Regions from separate parts of the Cricetulus griseus genome. Here region 2 is linked to region 1. Evidence: chromatin contacts called from public Hi-C data. All regions are on one chromosome and are shown on one strand. Each heading gives the region's core, a stretch centred on a gene start, on an enhancer-like site or on the middle of the called end of the contact. The rest is flanking DNA. Distances are from core to core; before and after follow the strand shown. Region 1 holds the start of Trib1 (tribbles homolog 1). Region 2 overlaps LOC103159000 (E3 SUMO-protein ligase NSE2).

The links. A called contact is a pair of places that touch in the nucleus more often than the background predicts.
Region 2: a contact with region 1 is called in a Hi-C map of the CHO-K1 cell line, with 4 times the contacts expected there. The contact joins the enhancer-like site here to the promoter of Trib1 in region 1. A contact is called at or near these places in 2 of 8 Hi-C or Micro-C datasets (the CHO-K1 cell line and fibroblasts).

The regions. Positions count from the first base shown.
Region 1 is chr10:27,987,852-27,994,468 of CriGri-PICRH-1.0, reverse strand. It overlaps Trib1 (tribbles homolog 1), which reads left to right and starts at 3,309. Exons shown (of 3, transcript XM_027431600.2): 1 at 3,309-3,708; 2 at 5,532-5,824. The coding sequence starts at 3,340.
Region 2 is chr10:28,162,585-28,169,201 of CriGri-PICRH-1.0, reverse strand. All of the region lies in intron 4 of LOC103159000 (E3 SUMO-protein ligase NSE2), which reads left to right. Among named protein-coding and RNA genes, the nearest start is that of Washc5, 98 kb to the left of the region's middle. Within about 2 kb of position 3,006, at least 6 of the 6 cell types and tissues checked have open chromatin away from gene starts, as enhancers often do. A contact at or near this core is called in the CHO-K1 cell line and fibroblasts, where this site is marked.

The DNA.
Region 1 (6,617 bases), core at 2,060-4,559:
TCACTGCAATCTAAGAAGAATTCCATGGCCTCCAGCTGGGGGCTTGGAAACTGGAAATGCAGAGGCCCTGGCAAGAGGACCCGGCCATCATCCTTCCACCAGAGATAGTCACTGGATGTGAGGATGGCCAGTGTGAAGATTGTCAAGGCGGTTCCCGAAAGAGCTTCTGCTATGCCCTTGCGGCAACCAGGGAGGAGAGTCCAGTCTCAAAGAGAAGGGTAGATGTGGGAAGCTCCTGGTAACTCTCCTCTGCCTCCCACCTGCTCCTGGTCTTCCAGAGGCTCCCACCAAAGTGTAGCAAGGTGTGCAAAGCGCTAAGAGAGCTCGAGAAAGTGAGTTTGTGAAGATCATCTCAGTGTTTAGCTGAGGTGTCCTGAAACAATGGTGGTCTTTGGTGATGTAAACGGGTTACGATGAACTGGCTCTGTAGAACTCAGAGATCCACCTGACTCTGCCTCCTGAGTGCTTGGATTAAAGGCCTGCACCACCACCTCCAGGTTTAGAGAAACTTTTTGTTTGTTTGTTTTTCGAGACAGGGTTTCTCTGTGTAGCTTTGGAGCCTATCCTGGCACTCGCTCTGGAGACCAGGCTGGCCTCGAACTCACAGAGATCCACCTGCCTCTGCCTCCCGAGTGCTGGGATGAAAGGCGGGCGCCACCAACGCCCGGCTGAGAAATTTCTTAAACATACTAGCTCCCAACAACCTGTGAAGATCAGCTCCCTGCCTTCCTGGGAGCTGCCCTGTCCTTCTTGGCTAGCCCTCCTGGCCAGCCACTGTTCATAGCTCTCCTCTTAACAGCTCTCCTAACCCAGGTCCAGGGTGTTGCAGATGGAGGTCCCCCTAATGGTTCCTTTCTATGCAAATTGTAGTCTCACAAATGTAGTCTCTTCGGAGACTCCTTGCGTGCTGTTAGCACTTAGCCTTGGAAGGAGACTCGGGAGACAGCCTTTCAAGGAGACACAGCAAGTTCTAGGCTTCCGTTTCTTTCTTGGGGCAAAAAGTAACCCTGTGAAGTGAGCACAGAACCAAAGTGTAGCAAGGTGTGCAAAGCGCTAAGAACAAGGAGCCTGTTCCCCCCACCCCATCCCAGCATTACCGGTTCAATTTAAGTTGTCTAATCCCCAGCGTCTAGCCCTTGGAGATGCTTAATTAGCGTTTGTTGAATGGCTGGAGAATTAATAATGAAAAGGATTTATTCTTGGGCTTGACCTGGTTTTAGAAAATTAATTATTCAGCATAAGCACAAGGATTTTGATAATAGGTATCTGTGCTGAGTGAGGATCCAGGGACTCCAAACTGACCTGGTTTGCGAAAGGGGGGGTGGGGGTGGGAGGGGACAGAAACCCTAACAACACAAAATGTGACTGCAAAGCAGCTTCCAGAGCAGGGTAAGCCAGTTCCAAGGGCACCCAACTCAGGCTGCACGAACGCGCACACGCGACCTTGTCCGGGTGCAGGTAGTGTAGTGTCTACCCCTGGCGGTGGATCCAATGACCGGTACTCCAATACCCTGGACCGCTCTGGCGCCCTAGACCCTACCTAGGGCGTGGACGGAGGCGGGAGGAGACAGGAATCTGGCGGCTGCCACGTGGGCCCCTTCCGCCAGTTCCCCACATCCTTTGTTTCCCACCGGCCGGAGCTCAGGAAGCTCTTTCTGCGAGTCACCGCGAAGGGGCGGCCCAGGAGCCTGGAGAAGAAGCTATTTCCGTGCAAATCGGGGCGGGCGAGCGGGCGAGCGGGAGGGGCGTGGAGGTGGAGGCAGAGCAGAAGGCCCAGTGTTTGCTTTTATTTCATCCAACAGAAGGTTCTATTTGTGGAAGCGAACAGACGCTGGGGATTAGAGCCGGGAGGAGGCAGGAAAAGGAAGGGGGAGAGAGAGAGAAAAAAAAAAAAGCCACACTCACTACCACGCACAGGTCTTTCCCCGGAACTACCGCGTGGGGGGGTGGGGTGGGGTGGTGGTGAATGACTGCAAATGGAATGCATCACCTTCCCTCTCGCCCCTTCCTCCGGGCTGCAGCCGCGACTCGGCGGCGCCCGCAGCTCCACCGGGAGCTCCCGGAGTGCAAGAGCCACGGGGGACGTCCCCACCGGGGCTGCAGCCAGCGGCTCCCGCCGAGCCCGGACGGAGGGGAGCCGCGCGCCGGCCGGGAGCTCGCACTCCATTGTGTTGTGTGAATGGTGCGCGCGCGCCAATCAGCGGCCGCCTCGCCCCCGCCCAGCCCCGCCCACTTCCCCGGGACCCTGACGTCACGGGAGCTTCTCCTCCGCCCCCCTCCTTCGGCTCCGGGCCGCCGAGCCCGCGGGGCCAGCGCTCGGGTGCGCGCAGCCTGCCGCCCAGCCTAGCCCCGGGGGGCGCGTGCAAGCGTGCAAGCGTGCAAGCGTGCATGCCTGCGCGCGCGCCCAAGACGGCCCCGGACGGACGGACGGACGTTCCCACCTGCGCCCAGGCGCGCGCAGTCGGGAGCATCCCCGGGCCTCCGGCCACCCCCGCTGTCCCCCGCTTCCCACTCCATCACCCCTCCTTCCCCCCCTCCCCTCCCCAGTCTCCTCCCTCCGCTCCGGTGACTGTGAGCCGGGGCGACGGGGCTGGAGTCGTCGCAGCCACCTCATTGCACAACCCGGCTTCCCAACTGTTTACACAGCCCGGCCTGTGAGTGTGTGTGTGAGTGTGTGTGTGAGTGTGAGTGTGTGTGTGTGTATACAGCGTGAGTCACCGGGAGGCGGAGGAGGTGGAGGAAAAGGAGAAGGAGCGCACAGGCCGGCATCAGTGCGGCGCACACACTCACATCCAGCCACTCTCTCTCTGAGCGCGGCTCGCACGCTCCACCGCCCGCCCGCCCGCTCGCACTCCCGGAGCGCGCAGGATCCCGAGCGGCGCGGCAAAGTTGTGCCGGCTTCTACTCCCCACTTAATTGCTTTTGGAAGTGAGTGCCTTGGCTCCGGGAAGCCACCGAGCCTGCGGAATCCGATCCTCCAGACTCCAGCGCCCCGGAACCCGGGGAAGCCGGGGAAGCCGGGCCGCCTCCCCGTCCCGGGACTCAGCCCCCAGCGTCGGCAACAATAGCGGCCCCGATCGCCGCCGCCGCCGCCCGCGAGGCGCCCAGACCTGGTGGCCGCGGGAGTCTGGGGACCCCGGGTGGCCTCCCTCCCCAGCCCGGACGCGTGGCCAGCGTGGTCCTCGTGTGGAAGACGCCGGCGTCCGGGAACGGCTGTCGTCGCGCACCTCTCGGGGACCGATCGGAGCTCCGTCTGCCAACGGCATCCCGAGGGCTGGAAGGAATCGCAGCGCCGAGCCCGGGATTTCCAAAGCCGGGGCCGCTCCGGCCAGGGCCGCGATGCGGGTCGGTCCCGTGCGCTTTGCACTCGGCGGCGCCTCGCAGCCCCGCTCGGCTCCGGCTCTGCTCTTCCCGGCCGCCCGGGCTACCCCGGCCAAACGGCTGCTGGACGCGGACGACGCGGCGGCCGTGGCGGCCAAGTGTCCGCGCCTCTCCGAGTGCTCGAGCCCCCCCGACTACCTCAGTCCCCCGGGCTCGCCCTGCAGCCCGCAGCCTCCGCCCTCCGCTCAGGGGACCGGCGGCGGCGGCAGCTGTGCGAGCGCACCCGGGCCCAGCCGCATCGCCGACTACCTGCTGCTGCCCCTAGCCGAGCGCGAGCATGTGTCCCGGGCGCTGTGCATCCACACCGGCCGCGAGCTGCGCTGCAAGGTAAGCATCCCGGGGGCCAGGGCTGCGGGCCTGGCACGAGGGCTTGGCTACCCCGGATCGCGCCCCGGCCGGAGCTTTGGGGTTGGCAGAGCCGCTAAGGAAGGGCTTTGAAAAGTCGGATCAAGAGGGCGTTTTGGTCAGCTTCGCCCCTGAGGGCTTTCCTGTGGAGTGTTCTGCTGAGGGACCCGCGGTCTAGGGCAAGTGGAGGGGTTCATCTCGGTGCTTTTTTTCTTTGGCGCTCAAGTGTGGCTAGCGCGTGGCGTCCCATTTAAGTTTGGAATTGCAATGGATTCCAGGGCCATGCCATTGCCCTGCTCTCATCCCCCCCTCCTCCCCCTGCCCTGGACGGACGCCCTGCAGTGGGTGCCTCCTCCCGGCTTGGAGCAGCTGGCAGGCTCTCAGCCGGACGTTCGCGGCACAGGCTCTGCAGACACGGTGTCCGGCTTCTACCCAGGGGGTTCTGGCTGGAACCAGAATACAGCCCACCCCAGGGAGTCGCGGGCCTGCGGGGGTTTAAGCCTGGGAGGGGCTCCAGGCCTGATTGAGAAGAGTGTTGAGGAGCTCCCAGGGGCTCTCGCTTCCACTCGCTGTAGTTTGCGTCCGCCAGTTTTTATTGCAACCTTAGGGGGAGTACAACTCCATAGGGGATGGCCCGGCTCTCCTGGAGAGCGCGGAGCCGTGGACGGTCTGTGCTTGGTGAGCGCGACGCTCACACCCTGGTCCACCGAGAGCCCCCACCGACTGCTTTCATTCCCCTGGAGTTAAGAGTGGCTCCTGGGTTTTCAGCAGCTCACCTGAACTCCCCTCTCCCCGCTTGCTGGTGCCACCTACTGTCTACTCGCGTGAAATCTCAGATGCGTGGTCAAGCCCAGAGGGGGGGAAAAAACCTTTTTTTCTTGGTGGATGAGAGCAGTTTTGGAAGAGAAACTTGTGTGGAGGGGTGGGTGGGGCGGGAGGAGAGAGCAGCAGAGGGATTCCCCCCCCCAGTTGGTACCAGAGCAGCCACCTCAGAGGTGGGGTGGGTCTGGGTCATTGTGCAACCCCTTCCAGTTCCTCCGAGCAGATAATAGCTGAATCCAGATGGTGACAGCCCGTGTGTCACCATTTCCAGTTGCGTCTAGGATATGAGTAACCGGAGTGAACAAAAGGCCCTTAAAGAGACCAGCCAGCAGCTTCTTAGAGGATTTGCCCTCCGTTCTGGGGGTGGGGCAACTAAGGTGGGGGGAGGCGTGTAAACAGATGAAAACGGCTTTTCTGAGGTGCCCATCCCCTCCTGTCGGAAGGTACACCCCAGGCTGCCTCCACCTGAGTCACAGCCATAGGAAGGTTGCTTAAGGCAGCCTTGTCAGTCTCTCCCTCCAAGTCATCAGTCCCTCTGACTAATGACATCTCTACATGTTTGCTGCCTCTGCTTCCCCTTGGAGGCAGCGAAATCGCCACATTCCTTGGCTGTGCTGAGCTGAGCCTTCTGTGTTTCATTGTTGCTTTTCACCCTTGCAGGGATGCTGGGGTCCCTTCCCTTAGCTACCTTGTAGCAAGCCTTATCTATTAGGAAGATCCAATCCACGTCAGGCTCGGCTCCCAGGAGCTGATACCAGGCCCCTAAAAGACAAAAGTATGTGTGGACCAGGGTAGGCTTTGGAAGTTGCTAGCCGGGATCCCAAGGTGTGACTTGCTTTAAGGGCATCATAGCAGCTGGAGCTGCATAAACGGCAGAGAGAATGGACTATCCAAAGGTTGAGGACCTCAGCCCAGCTTCATGTAGGACCTGGCGGGCAGCCCCTGAACTTCTGGCCCCTAAACAGGTCACTTTATCTCCGCAGGTGTTTCCCATTAAACACTACCAGGACAAAATCAGGCCTTACATCCAGCTGCCGTCGCACAGAAACATTACCGGCATCGTGGAAGTAATCCTTGGGGAGACCAAGGCCTACGTCTTCTTCGAGAAGGACTTTGGGGACATGCACTCCTATGTGCGAAGCCGGAAAAGGCTTCGGGAAGAGGAGGCCGCTCGGCTCTTCAAGCAGATAGTCTCCGCCGTTGCCCACTGCCACCAGTCGGCCATCGTGCTGGGGGACCTGAAGCTTAGGAAGTTTGTCTTCTCCACGGAGGAGAGGTGAGCAGCTGCCACAGCACCTCCTGTGGCCCTTTGGAACCAAAAAAACTGAAGGTACAGGTCATGCAGTTAGGTGCAAGCCAAACCCAAGGCTCAGGTCTTGCCTGGTTTAGTATTAAGTCATGCTTCTGGAAGTTTGTGGTCAACCTTGGTTCATTCTTTGCCCTGTTGGATGGCGAAGCCTAGAGACACCTTGGCGCTTTTGAGGATGCTGCCTAATGACAGATACACTTCTATTTCTGTCCCAGGCTCAGGCTTTCTTGTCAGGGAGGTCAGTCCAACGGGGAAAAGGTGTTCACCTGTCCTGGAAAGCACAGACTCCAAGAGGTGGTCAAATCCTGGCTTCCATCAGTGCCTGGGCTGTGCCTAGAAGACATGACAGAGCTGGTTAGGCTGTTGTGTTTGCAGAATTCCAGCCAGCCCTACCACACTGCATTCCTGCACTGTTTTAACCTTGGTACCCTCACCCCACACCCCGAAATGGTTTGCTCACATTTTCTGGTGAGATTTTAGCCATCTCATCGGCTCCATCTTCAGAAAATACCCACATTGAAGAATAAATGGAAGTTGGCTAGCACGCACCGCTAAATATAGTTCTTGGCTTACCTCATAAAGGACAAGGTGTGCTTGATAAGGGACTGAGGAGACACTAAGATTTGAAGTGGAGGTTTCACCAGGAGAACTCAGGAAGCTGTGTGAGATGCCCCACACTTCATCCTGAACACAGACCATATCTGTGGTGGGGAGAGGTAGAGTGTGGAACTGGCCTTGTTCGAGTGAGTGACTTTGTTGA
Region 2 (6,617 bases), core at 1,757-4,256, 180 kb before region 1:
AAATGATGTGTCGTATCTTAAAGAATATTTCCACTCTCTTAAACTCAACTCTTCAGCGGTCCAGTTTTCTCTCTCACATATGCCTCTGCTTAGCTTTGAGTATATTCTTATTGTAGAGATTTAGCTGTTTTAAATTCCTCTAACCCCAAACTTCATGGTAGAGTTGAGTTAGTGAGTCAGTGACCCAGTGAGTCAGAAGGTCATTATTTTATAAATCACTTCTGTTCCCCAGGGCCTTGAGATCCATGGGCTTCAAGTCAGATGTTCTCCAGGCTTGCAGTTCGGCACTTGCTTTCTGGTCCATACGGCTCTTTGAATCACCTGTGCTGTATGCCAAGGCCTGGCCCAGATCCGGACCCTGGGACTTAAAGAGTCCATTCAAGAGAGCTTTAGGGGTTTGACCTATCACCAAGGTACCCTTGGCAGTGTTCTTTAGAGCCAGGAGTTTCAAAAGATCCTTTTGACCACTCTTGCAAAGCTTTTTCCAAATATTGAACGGCCTGAATAGCTTTCTGAGCACCCTGCTTGTGTAAGGATGAATTTTTTCCCTGGAGCATGACTCTCCGATGAGGCTGTTTGTGTGACTGGTGGTGTGTCATCACGGCCATGCCAGACCCATTGGCTGTTCTCCAGACTTGCCCTACTTGGTTAGTTTCTCTATCTTCTCTGGTGGTGTTCTGACCCAACCTTCTCCACTTCGTTCCTTTGCAGTAGTGGCCGTCTACGTGTACAAAAACATTTTGCTAGGAAGGAAAAGAAAGGAAACACGGCTCTTGCTTCACAGGATTTGTGGCCTTGAGCAGGGGTCGGAATCCATGCTTTTTCTGTTCTCTGCCACAGTCTGTGTGCCTGCTGCACACAATGTCAGTACTGACATTGGTAGAGAAACCTAACCTTTTCTCTCTTGCCTAGATAAAAGTTTGTTTTTATAAAAAGAGGCTCTATGATTTGGTGTATATTCCAAGGTACGTGCAGCCTACATAGCGTAGACACCTCTGCTGGGAAAGCTGATTATTTTTGCCAAGTGAAATCCTAGCACCATGTATGAGATGGTGCTAGGAATTCCAGTGATGTAGATTTAGTTAGGAAAGTGCCCTGGCATCTGCTCCTCCATCTTCTCAATCCACTCTGCTGCCCAAGCACAGAAGCCTCTGTGTGTGTGTGTGTGTGTGTGTGTGTGTGTGTGTGTGTGTGTGTGTGTGTAAGAATCACAAGGTGACAGCTTCTGGAGACCTGTTTTATGAAATTGTGAATGTGGTTAATACTAATTGTGTCAGCTTTCTGTGTTACACTAACTGTGTAACACAATACCTGACATAGCAGACCTTTCAGACGGAAAGTTTATTTTGGTCCATGGGTTCAGGGGCCTCAGTTATAGCCACTTGACACTATTGCTTTGGGTCTGTGGCAGCACAGTCTACTGTGACTGGAACACCCAGAGGGGAAGGCCTGTCTACCTCATGGAAACGAGAAGGCAGAGAGAGGGATGGGAATGGGCCAGGTGCCCTTCAAGGGGACTCTCCTCTAGACTCTACATTTTAGAGGTTACATGCATCTCACCGAGACACTACAAGCTGGGACCAGGCTTTTGTGTTTGCCCTTTGAGGAACCCTCAGCTTGGAACTATAGTGCTATTGAATTGTGTGCTCAACACTGGGTAGGGTGGCTTGCTGGTGGCTCTCCTGTGTTGCTACCCAGCTTGCTGCCCCCTGTAGAGTAGTAAGAAAACTTTTTCTGTTACAGAAAACATTAAGGAGGTTACTATGATAATTTTTCATCGTGTTGGGTTTTTTTTTTCCTCCAGCATAAAGACAATCAAATCTTACCTACTCTTTGCCTGTTACTAATTTATTTTTCAGCACCTCTGAGTGTCAGCCGCATAAACAGACTGTCACTAGATGTGATCCTGTGTGAAGATTCCATGTGGTGTCTGTCCACCAAACTTTCTACTGTGTTTGCTAAGTCCTTTAAGCATTTTAGTGTGGTGTACACCACCTCTAGAGAAGTGTGGTTTTGACTCAGTGCAAAGCCAGATGAAACCCCCCAGCAGCAGCAGCCTGTTAGCTCTGTCAGCTCACTGCATGTTAGCCATTTGGGAGCTCAGGAGGCAGGTAGACAGCAGACAGAAGGATAGCCCAAGCTGTATTTGGTGTTGCCAAGGAAAGATGAGCATTTCCACTTTGTGGATCTGGCTGGGCTCCTGGGCCTAATGGCTGCGCATAGACCATACCATAAACACTGTGAAGAGGCAGCCATGGAAACACTTGTTTTCTTGTTGAGCTAAATTTACTCTGAGTTGAATATTAGCACAGCTCCTGGCAGGACTTGAAAAGCAAAAATAGCTTACGCGTGATTCAGTCTGAGTCACTGCTGGTGCTCCTGCTCTGCCTAGAGCTCGACACCGAGCAAGTTGGCAGCCTGGATTGCTACATTTTTTCTAGGAACTCAGACCACATTTCATTCTTGTGAATTTGCTTGTGCAATGATATTAAATAGAGTAATATGTTTATTTTGTTTCTAAGTCAAATGAATTCGAGAATGGTGAAACTGAAGTATTTTTCTTGGGCTTTGTGGAAAAGCAAGGTTCTCAGAATTCTGTGGTCACTGTAAGATGGGATCTTATAAGGGATTATATGGAAATTTTAGTTTAGATACTGGGGCTTCTGGGAGTTTCGTTAGAAAGAACCCCGTGAGACCATTAAGCGGGCTTCATTCATCTGACATTAACAGACAGGACGGCTGTGCCATTGACAAAGCTCTTTCCTTCCCTTTCCTAACAGCAAGGAGGGAGGCAGGCAGGCGTGCAGCCCTTCGGCCACTGTGCCGCCCAGCTGGCTGTTTAACTTGGGAAATGCTTCCCTTCTTGGCAATTATATAATGGGAAGTTCGTGGGTTTTGAAAGGCAGACCAGACCCACCCATGGGATCCCTGTTGGCTTTTCAAAGGCCTCATAGGCCTTACCCGAGTAAACCCCAGTGGCTGTGATGTCGTGATTAGCCTGTTGGCTGACTGTGGGAAAACCTAGGCAGGATCAGTTCATCTCTGGACTCAGGCGGTGCTGAGTCTAGAACTCTACATGAGGATAGTTTTCCCTTGATGTTGCAATTTCTGTCCTAACGTGTTTTTGTTTAGCTTTTGGAGTTGCCTAACAGTATAATTTCAATTGAGGGTTAGCTTCAGTTCTTAGGGTTGTTTTTTTTTTTTTTTCCTAATTTAAAGACACTATCATTTTGTCTTAGGATTTCAATGACTTATATAGAAAAGAGTTTCCTGTGACAGTTTTAAAACCAAAATGAGCCTAACATAACTTTTAAAAGTATTTTGAAATTATTTTACCATAAAATCTTACATTAGAAGATGCAACTCTGGTAGAGAATTTCAACATAATTGCATAAATTGTGTTTCACATTACGGCTTATGTTCTGCTGGACTTCACTGAAATTAGTAAAAGAGCCCTTTCAGAAGGGTCTGGTGAGTTAGCTCTAGTGGGGGTTTGGTTTTTTTTTTGTTGTTTTTTGTTTTTTGTTTTTTTTTTTTTTAAGAACTTACTCATAGTGTATCCTGTGTTGCTAAGTTTTCAAAGTCAGCCATGTCAACCACACCCAAAACCCTTTCAGTGGCTTGAAATCTATTTATCCGAGTTTCTTCCCAGTAAAAGCTCAGAGAGATCCTAAGCATTTCCAGGAGCTGTGCGATGACTGCCTGGAAGCTAACGTTTGGAGACTGAGCTGTGCCAAGTCTTGGGTGTAATGAGTAGTTCCTTCCTTAGTCTGCAGTCAGAGATCCCTTACAACAGGCTTCCAGACTCCACCCTTGTGGCTGCCAGGAATATCCCTGATGGTGTTTTTGCCCCCAAAGGATACGGTCTCTGCCTAGAGAAGGGAACATGGTCTGTCCTTAGCATCCCCCTGGCCCAAGGGCATGCGCATTTTATGCTGATGGCTGTGTTTTGGAGGCGTGTGAATTTTGGTGTCTTTGAGTGAGCTCAGCAGGGTAATTAAGCATTTTCAGGATGAAACTGAAAGGATTAAACCCAGTAGCACTGTTAGTGCAGATCAGATACGTGTTTCTCCCCTTCACCCCTGTGTGTGTGTGTGTGTGTGTGTGTGTGTGTGTGTGTGTGTGTGTGTGTGTGTGTGTGTGTGTGTGTTCATCCATTGAAAGATGGAGCCTCACATGTTGACTGTTGCAGATAGGGTTGTATTGGACCTGGGAGAGCAGTTGACACTCAGTTTTATTCCTTTGGCCATTCACACACAGAGAAGAGATTGCTGGTTCATATATAGTATTACTGCTTTGGGGCCTGTTTGTTTCTTTTCTGGAAACTCTATACTGTTTTCTGCAATGACTGAGCCAATTCTTACCCCTCCCACATCCTCTTGAATACTGGTCACTTTTTGTCTTTGGTAATGGTCTCTCTAAGTGAGCCAGGTGCTGTCCTCTTGGTTTTCATTTGTATTTCTCTGGTGGCTTTTTTCACATATTCCCTGTGAGAAATGCTTCAGTTGGTGAAGTATATTTGCACAATTTTAGTTTTATGTTTTAGTTTTATATGTTGTGGGTGTTTTGCCTGCATGTAAGTCTGTGTAATACTTGATATCCACAAAGTCCAGAAGAGAGTGTTGGATTCCCTGGCACTGGAGTTACAGACAGTTGTGAGCTGCCATGTGGTGCTTTTAACCACTGAGCCATCGCTTCAGGCCTATGTTTACATAGTTTAGTACTGAATGCTGTACTCCTACTCTGGCCCCTAGTGACTACCACCTCAACCCTATTTTCCAACAGATTAACCATTTTAATTGGTTTTTTATATGTGAGTTACTTTTGAAATCATTTTTAGCACATGCTAGTTGTGCAGCTTGGTGAGTTTCCCTGTGCTGGCTCCATGCAAAGGTCACATCCATCTACCTTGCTTATACCCTGGGTTCTTTCCACTGTCTGCCTCTCCCTCCAGCACCCTTCCCAGGCCCTGGAGGTAGGGCCTTCTTAATTCTTGTGCCTTTTCTTTCTGCAACTCTAGTGATCACTGTACCATCTGCTACCCTTGTACAAGACTGACTTCCTGGTTTTCATAAATGAGTCATAAAGGGGTGTTTGTCTTTCTGTGCCCTTGTTTCATTCACCCCGAAGATCTAACCACATTGTGCAAATGACAGGATTTTAGTCGTTGTGTGGTTAAGAACGATTCCATCGAAACAAACAGCCCACTGTTGTATCATGGTACTAGGAATTGAACCTAGATCTTCACCGGAGCCCTGTAAAGGCTCTCCACTTAAGCTGTGCCCTCAGCCCCCCTGCCTTTAGAGACAGGTTCTTTCTACTGAACACTGGCTGTCCTCGAACGCACTGTGTATATCAGGCTGGCCTGGAACTCAAGGGTTCTGCCTAAAGGCAAGCTAAACAAAGTAGCTTCATCTGGGAGGTAAATCCCAGATTTACCATGCCGGCAGCATGTCTTTTGTAGGCTGTATGATCTGGTGATTCTGTCATGAGTCTGAGCATTCCATGTTCTTACACCTTTCCCCAGAGCCTGGAGTCAGCTTTCACTACACCTTGGGTTTTGTCACTTGGAGAGGCTCAGGAGCTAATTTCAGGAAGCAAATTAGCCAAAGTAAGGCCTTCCCTCCCTCCGTGGATGGCGGCAGTCATCTGTTCCCTGTTGGGTAGGCTCTCTGCAAGCTTCTCCATCCAGTTCTTCTCCCCAGCGCTCACTGTTCTGATGGCCAGCACTGCTGACCAGCTGTGGAGAGCCGCGGCTTGTTCCCCCCTCGGCTCTGCCAGAGCTCCCCAGAGCTGCAAAGAGCAGAAGGGGGTGAACATGAGTCGCTCACCCATTCTCTTGGCCGGCACCCAGAAGGTTCTGAGAGTACTAAGGACAAGCCTCCCCTATGGCAGCCCCCAGCAACTTGTCCTGGGTTTGTTTTATTTAGCAAGGGATTCCCTTGTAATTTCTCAGTTTGTTTTCCAAGAAAATTTTTACATGGGAGCAAATTAAACATATTTGCTAAACAAAGCTGTCTGTCTGCAGGGACATTTTATTTTCTTCGTCATCGAGTGTAGCTTTTGGCAATTATAAACAAATTATCATAATGTTTGATGAGGTATAAAATAAAACAGTTTAACCGAACGAATTTCCAGATAGACCACTAGTGGCTTTGATTTTTTAAGGAATAATTTCCAAAAGATGAGTTTTGATTGCTACCTCATTAACTAGTACACCCTGTGTTTTTGGTGGTGTCTTGGGCATATCACATAGCATGCCCAAGTGTATTTGGGCCCCATTCAATTTTATGTCTACTAAAAAATAAAAAAATAACAATGAATGTAATTTTCTTCAAAAGTATAAATAATTCAGAATGCAGAATTTGTCCTGAGTTTTTTCTTGGCTTGTTGAGTTGACCTGCTGGAATCTGAGACAATGCACTATGGAAACGTGTTCCTGCCCAAAGGCCTCACATGAGCAGAGAGCACTTTTGTGGTTCAGTTGTGACTTTCACACAAACCCAGTCCTGGAGCTTTAAAAGAACATCTTAGAAATCCAGCAGGAAAGGAGGATGGCTGTGAGTTTGCCCTCACGTGGGTGACTTGTAACTGAAGACAGAGCGTCCTTTGTAAGG